Regions from separate parts of the Gasterosteus aculeatus genome. Here region 1 is linked to region 2. A link is a contact called in public Hi-C data. All regions are on one chromosome and are shown on one strand. Each heading gives the region's core, a stretch centred on a gene start, on an enhancer-like site or on the middle of the called end of the contact. The rest is flanking DNA. Distances are from core to core; before and after follow the strand shown.

Evidence for each region. Hi-C and Micro-C count contacts between places; a contact is called where the count stands out from the background.
Region 1: a Hi-C map of tail fin shows a contact between it and region 2, with 5 times the contacts expected there. The contact joins two enhancer-like sites. A contact is called at or near these places in 5 of 6 Hi-C or Micro-C datasets (liver, skeletal muscle, tail fin and 1 more).

The regions. Positions count from the first base shown.
Region 1 is chr16:6,620,523-6,626,760 of fGasAcu3.hap1.1, forward strand. All of the region lies in intron 2 of tns1b (tensin 1b), which reads right to left. It also overlaps the pseudogene LOC144388723. Among protein-coding and RNA genes, the nearest start is that of tns1b, 40 kb to the right of the region's middle. Within about 2 kb of position 3,734, at least 3 of the 9 cell types and tissues checked have open chromatin away from gene starts, as enhancers often do.
Region 2 is chr16:6,520,348-6,526,870 of fGasAcu3.hap1.1, forward strand. No RefSeq gene overlaps it. Among protein-coding and RNA genes, the nearest start is that of LOC144388724, 16 kb to the right of the region's middle. Within about 2 kb of position 4,979, at least 1 of the 9 cell types and tissues checked has open chromatin away from gene starts, as enhancers often do.

The DNA of each region.
Region 1 (6,238 bases), core at 2,484-4,983, 99 kb after region 2:
TTTGAATGTTTTGTGTCTGTGTTGTCATGGATGAGTGGATTATTATATTTACAGGTTTTGAGATTTTGATCTGTGAAGTCTACACAAAAAATGACACATTTCATTGTTTTGCTTTTATTCCTGGGATGAGTACATTTTGTTCTGCCGATTTTGCAGGTTTTCCCCACTTACAAAGCATGTAGGAGTCTGTCATTTCTTATCATAGGTACTCTTCGACTGTAAGTTACGGAATCTAAAACAAATCCCCCAAATCACATTGTAAGATTTAAAAAATATATTTTGTAGTTTATTGCATGAAATAAGTATTTGTTCACAGGCCAACCAGTAAGAATTCCGGCTCCCACAGACCTGTTAGTTTGTCTTTAGAAAGTCCTCCCCTCATTACATGTATTAACTGCACCTGTTTGAACTCGTTACCTGTATAAAAGACACCTGCCCACACACTCAGTCAAACAGACTCCTACCTCTCCGCAATGGCCAAGACCAGACAGCTGCGTAAGGACAGCAGGGATGAAATTGTAGTCCTGCACAATGCTGGGATGGACTACAGGACAACAGACAAGCAGCTCGGGGAGAAGAACAACCGTTTGCGCAACTGTTAGAAAATGGAAGAAGTTCAAGATGACGGTCAATCTCCCTCGGTCTGGGGCTCCGTGCGAGATGCCACCTCGTGGGGCATCAATGATCATGAGGAAGGTGAGGGATCAGCCCAGAACTACAGGGCAGGACCTGGTCAACGACCTGAAGAGAGCTGCGACCAGTCTCAAAGAAAACCATTAGTAACACACTACACCGTCATGGATTAATATCCTGCATCGCCAGAAAGGCCCCCCGGCTCCAGCCAGCGCAGGTCCAGGCCTGTCTGTTTGCCAATGACCATCTGGATGAACCAGAGGAGGTATAGGAGAAGGCCATGTGGTCGAAAAAATAGAGCTTTTTGGTCTTAAACACTTGCAGTGTTTGGAGGAAGAAGGATGAGTACAACCCCCAAGAACACCATTCCACCCGCATTGAAGATTGGTCGTGGCTGGGTCTACCAGCAAGACCACGACCTGAAACACACAGCCAGTGGCTCCGTGAGAAGCATCTCAAGGTCCTGGAGAGGCCCGGCCCGTCTCCAGACCTGAAGCCAATATAAAATCCTTGGAGGGAGCTGAAAGTCTGTTACCCAGCGACAGACCCGAAACCTGAAGGTCTGTATGGAGGAGTGGGCCAAGATCCCTGCTGCAGTGGGTGCAAACCTGGTCAAGACTATGACAAGTATGATGTCTGTAATCGCAAACAAAGGTTTTTGTACCAAATATTAAGTTTGGCTTTTCTGATACTCTCAAATACTTATGTAATGAACTGCAAAAAAATGTTTAGCTTTGAGTGTCAAAGTTTGATCTATGCGATTGTGGCTGAGATTAGCCACACTGAAAATACCTGCTGTCTGAAGTGATTACTTGTTAATTTAGAGAAGGCTTTAGAATAAAAAAAACAACTTTAAAATGTTTTTCCATCTATTGCTATATACATCCTACTATGAACAAAAGTGTCGTGTCCTGTCTGGAAGGTATGTATAGTTCCACACCGGCGTCCAGGTCATGTGACATATCCTCTGAGACATGCAGACTTATTAGAGCTTCTCAGCTGTTCCACAAGAGTGACCGTGAACAGCTAATGACCTTTCGTGACTAACCCTCCAGTCTTAACCGCTGAAAAATAAATAAGTTTCATGTGCCTACACGCTCTGTGGTGTCTCTCTTCTGTGATAATGTTATTAATGAATTATCCATCATCAGACTGAAACAGGGATGTCATCATTCAGCCCACGCATTTTCCCAACTAAAGTCCCTGCAGTGTTGGCTTTCTGTGGGTCCGACCCCACCTTCATCCAGCTGCTAAGGCTTTCCTAACATGGGAGATTCCCCCAAACACATTGCGGGACAGCAGATTAAATCCTGAGTAAGACTTCCCATGGAATCCTTCTGTGATCTCTGTCATTTGTTTGCTTCAACCTGACTAAACATGACTTCTGTTTGTTTATCTGTCTGTCCATTTTATGACTCAAGGGTGGGTTTTAGTCTGACTCTGTTCAGTCTAAGCAGCTGTTTCCCTTCATTCAAACTGCAGTTGCCCAATACACAGACAATTACTGTGAGGTATGTGCTGAAATATTTAGAAGCGTACAAATGAATCCGCTGCAGATGGATAGAAGTATTCTGTGAGGAACAAAGGACTCTGCTGCCTCCTGGTGGCTGTGACACAAGCTACAGCTCAGAGGAATAGCAGCTTGGCAGATTATAGTGCAAGATCATCTGGGTCTCATCTTTCATTTCTTATAAAGTATAAAGAGAGAACTTTGACTACATCATCTGAAGCGCATACTTGTACATATGGCAAGTACCAATATACTGATACTTACTCTGTCTCATGAAAGACTCAATTACTGACAGTGACTTAATCATATCACATTGTCTTCATCAGCAGGAGAACTTTTCCCTGTTGTCAGGAAACTAACCCTCCACTGCTTTTGGCAAGATTAATCATACACTTTGAACATTAAGAATTAAATCTTTTAAAAGCGATGTGTACAACATGGAAAAGGTATGACAATTGTTTAATAATTTAGAGTTTAAACTAAATTACAAAACAATTAAAGTTGATTGTAGTGAAATACTGTCTGTGTACTGCTACTATTACTGTTCGGTGTGAACAAAACAAATGTGCTGGAGACATACACATGTTGCAGTGTTGAAACTCATCCCACAGGTGGCGGCCTGAATGCATTGACCAACAGCGCTGCGGTTGCAGGGTCTGGGTTAGAACTGTTTGGCACTTACCACAAATCCCATGAATGTTTGACACCGATGTGCCAGTGGACATTGTGTCAGAGAAGCTGACCTGAAGGCGGGACGGTTGTGGAAAGTTTCCCAAGCATGTTCAAGCAAGAAGAAGAAGCTGAATTTCTAGCCTGTGGCTGAGTGGACAGCCAATGTCTGGTCTCTTTAGTGCATTAGGATAATGATGTTAGACTGGGAGACAGTGACTATCCATCATCCAAAGAAAACCGATGTTCGTCCTCATCCACCTGCTCCTCTTATTGGACTAATGACTTGGTGAAGCGAGGAAGGCACCAATGAGTGGATCGCTATGTCTGTGCGCCTGAGCACTGTACATGCGCCATACTTTTTAGCGTGTGTGTGATATGAAGTATACAGCCCGTGGTACTTGCTGCACGACGAGTACCCCAACGTATTTCTACATACAAAAAAACACCCACCTGGCAAGCAATGACAACCTTCCCTCCCCCTCGCTGAACACATGCTGGACAAACCGGCGTGTGTTTACCCCCCTCCACCTCCCCGGAGCGCTGGAGCTGCACCCTTCACTGAAAAAGCACAGTCTTTGTAGATTTGTTTGAAGGCGGGTTTATTAATGGCCTTTCACTGTAAGATGTTCTTTACAAAAGCTACATGCAGCAGTTGTGGGAAGGAGGAGGAAACAGATTCCACACGCTGCTGAGGAGAGAAATAAGGTTTTAGCCCCCTGCACACAAAACCTTCATTCAACCACAACTTCATTACAGCAAATTAATGTGAAAGGCAGTTCCTGCCCTCAGGACCGGTCCTCCAAACATTCCCTTTTTTTTCCACTGGAAAATTGCGGCGCTGACTTGCGTCAACACGCCATTGTTAAAGTAACTAACACCGTGTATCCTGGCAACCGCTAAAGAGAGAGGAAGTGCAAGTGCTTGTGTCATTACGAGACCATGTGAGAATGTTTGTAAACAAGGGCAGCAGATGGGAGGGGCTGTCTGTCTAAAGGGGGTGGAGGGGTCACAGAAATCTGTCTTTATACGTTGACCTCGGGTATAAAACTTTCCAGATTCTTCTGTACATTTTGTGGCATTAGCTCATTCACTTCCTGGAAAATAGTTAGTGGGGAAAATTCCTTCCCATTCTATCCTGTGCATCCCTTGGACATGAAGCCACAGCTGATGAGAGTTTTGTGAATCAGAAGTTGAGCACTCTTGGCTGTCCTCTTAAATCCAGTACAGCCACACACACACACACACACACACACACACACACACACACAGTTTGCTCGTATCACATGACCAAACATAGGCATGACTAGAGAGAGAAAAGCAAGCCAGGGTCAATTAAATCAGAATAGACTTAAATGCCGCTTTGTCACTGGGGTTTATTTCCCCAATAAATCAGGTCTACAAGTGTGGGCCCCAGGTGCTGTCTTGTATCATTTTACGAGAGCGTTTAAGTGACTGTCTGCACACACAAGTGAACATTACTTGTCAGAGTGATTTAACAGCAAGGGTTATTTGTGGAACCAAAATATATATTACTTTTTCTTTGAAAAATTTGATGTATGTATTTTCCATGAATTTAACTGATTTCTTTATTTATGTTTTGTGGGTATGAATACTGCTAATAAGAGGCTGAAGGACAGTTTGAAATGGTAAAGAAGTCACTTCAGAAGTTACACCTGATACAGATATGCTACACAAAATAAGTACACTGATTATGATAAAACAAAGACGTAATGTCATTCAAAGCCCAATGCACAACAACAAGAACATCTGGACTCACGCACATCTGGACTCAAGCATTTTACTCACTTAGATCACAGAGTAAAATGCAGAGTAAATGCAGGTGGTGAACTGCTTTCATTTTATAGGCCTTCTTTAAGGCAGTAGAATAAGAGGGAGGTGATGGCTGTAGTCAGTACTTTTGTCCTTTTCCCAGACAATCAGACAACTAAACTACCAGCTTAGACTGAGTGATATCAAAATGTGGCCGGGTAAGCACTTCAGTCAATTAAGAAACAAAGCATTTTAAATATTGGCGCACTTGCCAATTTGTATAGCACCTGCGGCACAGACTTTGAGAGAGGCTGTCGGTTTGATTCGTTGACCAGCCGGTTAAATCCGTGCAGAGAAATAAAAATGAACCACTTGCCTGTCCGTCATTACCATCTCTAAGGTGCCCTTGCACAAGGCACATAAACAGATCGAGGGGAAACCACGGCAGACTAAGGTTGCACTGAGAAACTTTTAGGTGTGATTGTGGGGGAGTGTGCAAAGGACTTTACATGAGGGTAAAATGCACTATGTAGCAAGAGCAGATGGAACCATGCAGGGTCATGCATAGGTGTTAATCTGTCAAATTGATCACTTTCCAAGGATGGGCCTACACACAGTACAGTGTGAAAATGAAATGTCATTGTTTTAAATTGCTTTTAGGGTCCAAGATGTTAGCAGCGTGCAGAGAATGCTCTTGTTTTTCTAAGTTGCGCCCTTCAAACATCCACTCCTTCTGTGTCAGGTTTGGGAAGCTGCGAGCTTAATATTGGTGTGCCAAACCAAACATGCAGCCATTTCCGCATGGTTTCACGCGTTATCAGTCTGAGACCAGACATTTCCACTACAACATCATGTGTTGAGCAGACCTGGGTCACGTTTTCTCTGATTTGGTTCCAGCCCCCTTTGAGCACAAGACTGAAAGGGTTTACTGCATTCTGTTCAGAAAATGGTGGCCATGTTAAAAGTCTATTCATGAATCTCGTTCACTTTCCAGCTTTCCGGCTTTTTGTTCAACATTATACTTCAGTCGCACCCAACCGGGTACATACATTTTTAAAAACAGTAGAAAAAACTGCTTGATACTGGGACTCCCGGCATGTAAAGTTTAACAGAAAGCAACATTTAGTCAGGAACCATGAAACAAAAAACATGCACCCAGTTCTATCCTATAAATTGATTGCATCAGTCAAACCAAGCTAATCTCTTATCGTCATCATTGTCAACTGCATTGCCTCTTTTCAGTAAACACCATTAAGGAAAGTGAGAAGCTGTTCACCTCTGGCCTTTTCTTTTCCCCTCCCCTGTCACTTAATTGACTAAACCCTGACACGGAGACGACCCCAGGTAACCTCGGATGACCCCTTTTTCAGACCACTGATGGCTGCAGTAATAGATATTGCCTTCATTGTCCCGACAAGTTAGAGCTGTTAGTGCAAATGCTCTCAGTGCTCGAGACTTGGGAATCTTCATCATCAAACAACTGAGTTTAGTCTGCATAGTTATTGTCTTGCTCAATTGCTTAATTTTAAGCAATTATTCATTAGAGATTACATTTAGGCTTAAATTGTCCTAGCGAACGTCAGGCCCTGAAAGTCAGTACGGATGTGGTACGATTTTACGCCCAGTGGGCTTCTAAATTGAAAAAAAGGGCTT
Region 2 (6,523 bases), core at 3,729-6,228:
TGATGCTTTCATTAGTTACACTGAATTTATTTGGCACTTGAACTCAAGGAGGGAACTTTACAGATGATGTCTTATGAGCCGTCAAAAGGTTAAGTAGTTTCTTTGACAAACCCTGCACTATAACTAGAGAATATGATCATGGAGGAATACATTTTAGGATGAATTGATTGATGGAGGTTGATTTGTAATGTCAGTTTTACAGCTAGTTAGTCATCAATTTAAAGTATTGGATATAAAGATTAGATGCTGTTTTAATGAGACACACTCAAAAACACAAATTCAACTTCACAATTGCACAAGAGGAGAAGTCAGAGGACCGCCAACAGCCAGGACCAATTTATTTGGCCACTGCAGGGATTGGTCCTAAATTTCATGGAAAATTCCAAACAAATCCAAATTATGAACATGTTGGCGTAAAGAAAAAGTAAAGCCGTAGCCAGTACGAGTCATCGTCTGGGCATCACAAAATATCCAACCAAATTGGCCGGCAATATTTTTGAAAACATTTTAATAGAACTATCGACCAGTGGGTGGTGCAGTAGTTAAATTCAGTGTATCAGCAAAGTCATATTGTGGAGGATGCCCTGTCCCCCCAGGCCCTATGCGGTTGGACCAGATGAGAGGGAGGAGGGGGTTGGCGTTGATGCATTTAAGGCTGCGGGGCAGTGCATGTTGGTGCAGAAGGTCAGAACAATAGGAGGGGGCAAGGGTATGGAGAGCTTTGTAGTTAGTGAGGTTCTAAACATGTGGTGATTAAACTTTACACTTGAAAAAAATCGACATATAAATGCTGATTAATAACGGGGCTTCAGACAAAACTGTATGCTCGCTCTCGAATAAATTCAGCCCAAAAAATCTAATCAACAAGAAGAAACATCGCTTCAAATAATAAAAGAGGTCACAGGTCTTGGGGGTTAATACGCGTAGATTAATCATTGTTCCGCACTGGCCAGGTTCATCAGTCCTTCCTTGTTCTTTGTGTTTTCTTTAGACATTCCTCACTCCAAAGCTGAACACTGCACTTTTCCAGAGCAGGTGCGAGGGGGGTGCTGAGTAGGCTGACATTTTTTGGGGATCTAGGATGACTACTGAATCCCTCCACCGCGGCATCTTGACCTCTTGAATTGAAGCCCTGTCTATGGTAGAGTGCACGGTGCAAGCAGGGGATTGGCGGCCACATGCTACTCATCCACCTGCATACTGACAGGCAGACAGGCCATGTCACAACAATCCCAAACACCCCAGTGCCCCTGCCTAACCTTAGCCAACCCCCTCCCTGGCCCAGCTAACCCCTGCTGACCCCTACGGCCATCTGTTACAGGGTACTGAGATGTGTTGATTGGCCGTGGGGGAGTGGGGTGAGGAGTTGGGCTTGGATAAGGATTGGGGCTCCTGGATTGGTGATGGTTGACCGAGGAGCTTTGCACACTGAGCATTACATGGTTCAAAGAGACACATTGAACCGATTATGCGTAAAACTTTGGTTTTGACACCTGTCTTCTTAAGTGTGTTGCCAGGCACAACAGTTGTAGGAGAGGGAATGGTTGGACGGGCTCATTCTGTTGAAGAGCACGGCAAACATTAACAACAGCTCGGGACGTGTGCTGGCTCACGTTACAGCGTTGCTTCCATCTCTGCCTGCTGTCTTTCTTCACTGGAGCCATCAGTGCGTCCATATAACTCACCAGGAAGATGAGTACTGCCCACTCCACTTTACATACAAACAAACAATCAATCCATTTTCGGAGTTGAATGAAATTATCTTTTCCTACAACCCTTTGCAATCGCTAATCATAAATCTATTTCATAACAGCCTTGTATCACATTCTCAGAAACACATACTGCCGTGTGTTTGACAGAGTACAACGATCTGTTTCATGCAACAAGACTATTCGGTTAAGGTAAGGGAATAAGAGCATGGTTTGTGTTAAAGTAATGAATTAACATCGTACCCTAACAAAATAACATTCTTTGTAATGTAACTACCGTAAAAATGTAAAATTTCTAAGGTCAAGTAATGTAACAGGTTTCTTTTGATTTGCGCATTTCTCGTCACACGCCACCAAATGCAAAAACGATAATGCAACATACTCTCCTCGCTTATTGGAAACATCAGATTTCTTCCCCCAGCCCAATCGTTATAAGAGAGGGGCAGTCCGGCTCTTCAAACCCACTGTGAAGTTACTATGAAGGCTGACCTTTGCCCCTTTGCTTGTGAACTATTTTTATCGGCACGTGCTGTACCGAGTGACCAGAGAGGGGAGGGGCATAAATCATCACAACCATTCCCACCCATGTATTATTTTTTCAGATAATACTGTATGTACTTTTTTCAAGAAACTTGCTCAATACTGTCAAAAGTGAAGAAAATGCCCCAAAGACTTTTCAAATGTGATATTCCTTATTTGCTGTGTTTTTCTTGAGGGGAAATCCCTTTCTACTGTTAGGTGTGCAGCTACTTTCCCTTCCTAGTTGCTTACTCTGTCTTCACTTTGGATAAAAGCAGACAGTGTAAGACCCTGTTGTGCTGGAAACAAGGAGGAAGAGGGAAAACGTGCCATAAAAATCACAACTAAGACCTCAAAAGATTCTCTGACTAAGACCACTGAGTTCACGATAGCTCTCTGATAACCCATATTTGGTTTATATAAAATATTGATCTGTCTATAATAAACCCCCTGAATTCATTTTCCAGAAAGAGTCTTTCATCGAAGCCATTGCATGCCTTTTAGACAGCGTGACATTTTTATTACCGTGTGGTGTGTGTGAGCAATTTCACCTTTGTTATTTATGGAAACGAGACCAAGGCAGAAAGCACCAGAAGGAGAAAAATCCAGGCCGGACATCTATTGGTGCTTTTGCAATAACATCCTGAAGGTTGTATTTTTAGTCAAAGTCTTTGAGTCAGGGACACGAGGCAGCCAGCCCAGGAGGGCCTTTACTATCCAGATGGTGACAGCACTGTGATGGTTTTGCCTTTGAGGCGCCACGATGGAAACATTTGGATTAAGAGTGAGTCACACGTACCGGTCACAGGATGGACAGTCACTCATGCCTCCAGAAAACACACATACAATTTGTACGTCAACGTCAACACAGACAGGAGACTGTAACGCACATTTAGTGTTTAGCTCCTTTCGTACACCATTATGTTTTACTGGGCACAAACATTCACAAACTTTAAACATGCTGCACACACAACTATTTATCTCTTGTGTGTTTTGAACAAGTCATCCTTTTTTATTGTGAAAGAAATAATTGGTGACTTTGATATGATTGGTCAAGATACAGGGATGCATAGCATTTATTGTCAAACTGTAATATGCCTTTAGACCATTGGCATAATGTATTTTATACCGTATTATGTTTGAGTAGGACGAATACTGTACAGTATATACATTTTAATTCGGCTATGAGGGATCATACTCCATCTGGCAAAGTGACTTCTCTGTACATTCAATTGGAGGCAGGAGGCTTCACACTCCAAATGGTGACCAGGTTCTATGTGTGACAGTGGGCAATAGGCTTTAGCAGGAAACAAGACACCTGTTGCTCTGGTGGGATTACCGCAATTGGCTGACCAGTCAAATATTTATTTTCCAGATTTTCACCACCAAAAATATATACCTGCACATTTAAAATACTAATTTTATGAAATGTGCATTTGCTAAGTAGTTTTCACATTGTTTACCCCCACTTCATCTCACTAAGGTGCTATAAAATTTCCATCAAAATCAAGAACTCAGGCTATTGCCAATGTATTCGTCCAGTAGCTCAAGCCTATGGGCCAGTAACTTATAGTGTCAGTCAATAGGTAAAGTTAGCCGATAGCAAGGGTCTTTTTTCAGGCCAAGGAACGCCAAACAAAGGACCGGCGTTTGGTCCACCATCTTATATTTTTGAGCTTTGCCACTCTTTACACGTGAGCATGATGTGTATTTAAAGACAATAAAAAAAATTGTGTTATCAACGAAACATGTTGCAACCCCCCTGCAGCACCCTGTTGAAGACCTCCGGCCTATAGGTAAAAAAAACAACTAAGCTAAGCATAAATCCTGGCCCTCATAAGTGTTAAAGACAAACCCAGATTCAAATGATAATCCCATCCCCCGTCATCCACCCTTTCTGACCATAAATAGACCTCTTTATTTGGCCCATTTCATCATCTTGACCCCTGTAGAGAAAATGTTTTTTCAAGAGTCGTAATTCTATTCCATGGGGTAAAGGAGGTGAAATATTGTAATCCTGCTGACACAAAGCATCATATAGGACCAGGGTTGATGTTAGTTTTTCCCATGAAATAAAGCTGGATTTAAAAGTACATGAACGTTGAAGAAGGAGAGAAGTGGCATTGTGTGACCATTTGCAGAATACTTAATCTGTTTTAAATTCATTGCACAAAATATACTACTGAGTCTCATCTGACCAATACAACAGTAACACCAGTAATAGATGCAGCATCTGAGACCTGAATACCCCTCCCACCAAAGATCTGTAACATAGATGAGACTGACTGCCTTGAGTTCAGTGTTGGTGTGTTCCTCTGTGGCTTTGTTTTGTCTGATAAGGAAACACTGGCATCAAGTGGCCAAACACCTAATGGCAGACAGTGAGCACGAAGACCACCACAAAATACCACTTTCCGTTATACATTTTACAATAACAACCAATCTTCAAACCAATATGTGACCTTAAAGTTTAAGGTGTGACACATGCTGTTTTGGATCTAATGTGTTACCTCATATCTCTATGGTGGCCTTCTGCTTACTGGGCAGCACCATAACCGATGACCCGATGTGGGAACAGCATATCAGCTCCATCATCGAGAAGGCTCAGCAGAGACTTGGCACTCCCCGTCTGGTACGCTGCAGCCACTGCCAAGGACAAGGGCGAGACTGCAGAGTATCATCTGCTTTTTCGCCTCTGCGACCATGAGGCAGAGAAGACAGATTGTGGCCGACCCTTCTCACGCTGGACACAATATTTTTTTAAGACCCTTCCCTCTGGCAGAAGGCTGCAGCCCACTCGGACCAATATCTCACAACACGGCTCTGGCCTCCAGCAGATGAAGATTCTTAGATCGCCAGATCAATTACTGACAGTTACACACCCTAGAAACCCTCATTGCTTTAAAAATACTGTTGACACACCATTAGTTTTTTTATTAATTTTTTCTACATCCATCATATTTAATTGTACATTTTCAAATGTTGTTTTTTACTAGTTGACAAGTTTATTGTCACGCACCAAGCCCAATTCCTTGTTGTATAACATACATGGCATTAACTTTGTTTTCCAAATTTGATTTACTTCCGACAGCAGTTAATCGAAACATTGTGGCAAAGGTCATAAAGATGTTGTCCACTATAACAACTTCTGCCTTCATTTGATCTCATAATTTGCCCTGTCTCTGTGCTGTTTGATTTGTCTATTTAAATTATATAGCCTGAGGACAGGGCGGCACGGTGGCGTGGTGGTTAGCACTGTCGCCTCACAGCAAGAAGGTCCTGTGTTCCACTCCGCCCAGTGGCCTTTCTGTGTGGAGTTTGCATGTTCTCCCCGTGTCTGCGTGGGTTCTCTCCGGGTATTCCGGCTTCCTCCCACAGTCCAAACTGCTCTGGGGATCATGCTCTGGGGATCAGGTTGATTGGTGACTCTAAATTGCCCGTAGGTGTGTGGATGTCTCTGTGTTAGCCTTGCCATTTGCTGGCGACCAGTCCAGTCCAGTCTCTCGCCCGAAGTTGGCTGGGATAGACTCCAGCCCCCCTGCGACCTGCGTGCAGGATAAGTGGTTTGCAGATGGATGGAGCCTGGACAAATAGACCATGTTCATAGAAATATTCTAAATATTATACATATATTAAAATGGTTGTGAATGATGTATTCATTAATAAGATAATACAAATAATATTCAAAGGACTTGGAAAGTAATTAATCATATTATTCAAAATAAAGGCTACCAATCTTTATTTCCATGTTATTTTGGAAACAGCTCTGATGCAACTATGGACGATTATTGATGATTATTTTCTGCGTGTCGGAACCACTCTCGCCAACAAAATTGTGCCTGACAAGAAAATAGATTTATTTGATAGGTTGGATCACAGCACATTATTGAGAAAATTGGATTGGGACCTCTTGGCTGAAAAGCTTCTTGGCTGACAGCAATGTGTGCAAGTTAATGATATGGTGTCAGGACTTCTGGTCAAATGTGGAGTATCGCATCTGTTATTAGTTTTTAATACGTTTTTTACTTTGCATTAAGCATGTTTGTAATGTTACTAAATCATCAGTTTGTCATTTATTTATATATATATATATATATTCTTTTTCTTTTTTTTACATCAGATTTTCTTGAGGGTAACCTAATTAGTATGAATTTGGAATAGGAATACACAAGCATTATGCTTCCGCCTATACCTTTACAGTCCTAATGTATTCATGCTTTACGCTGGTCTTGTATTGTTTGTAATGACTGTAGTATACAGTATATAATAATACTAACTACTACTACTACTACTAT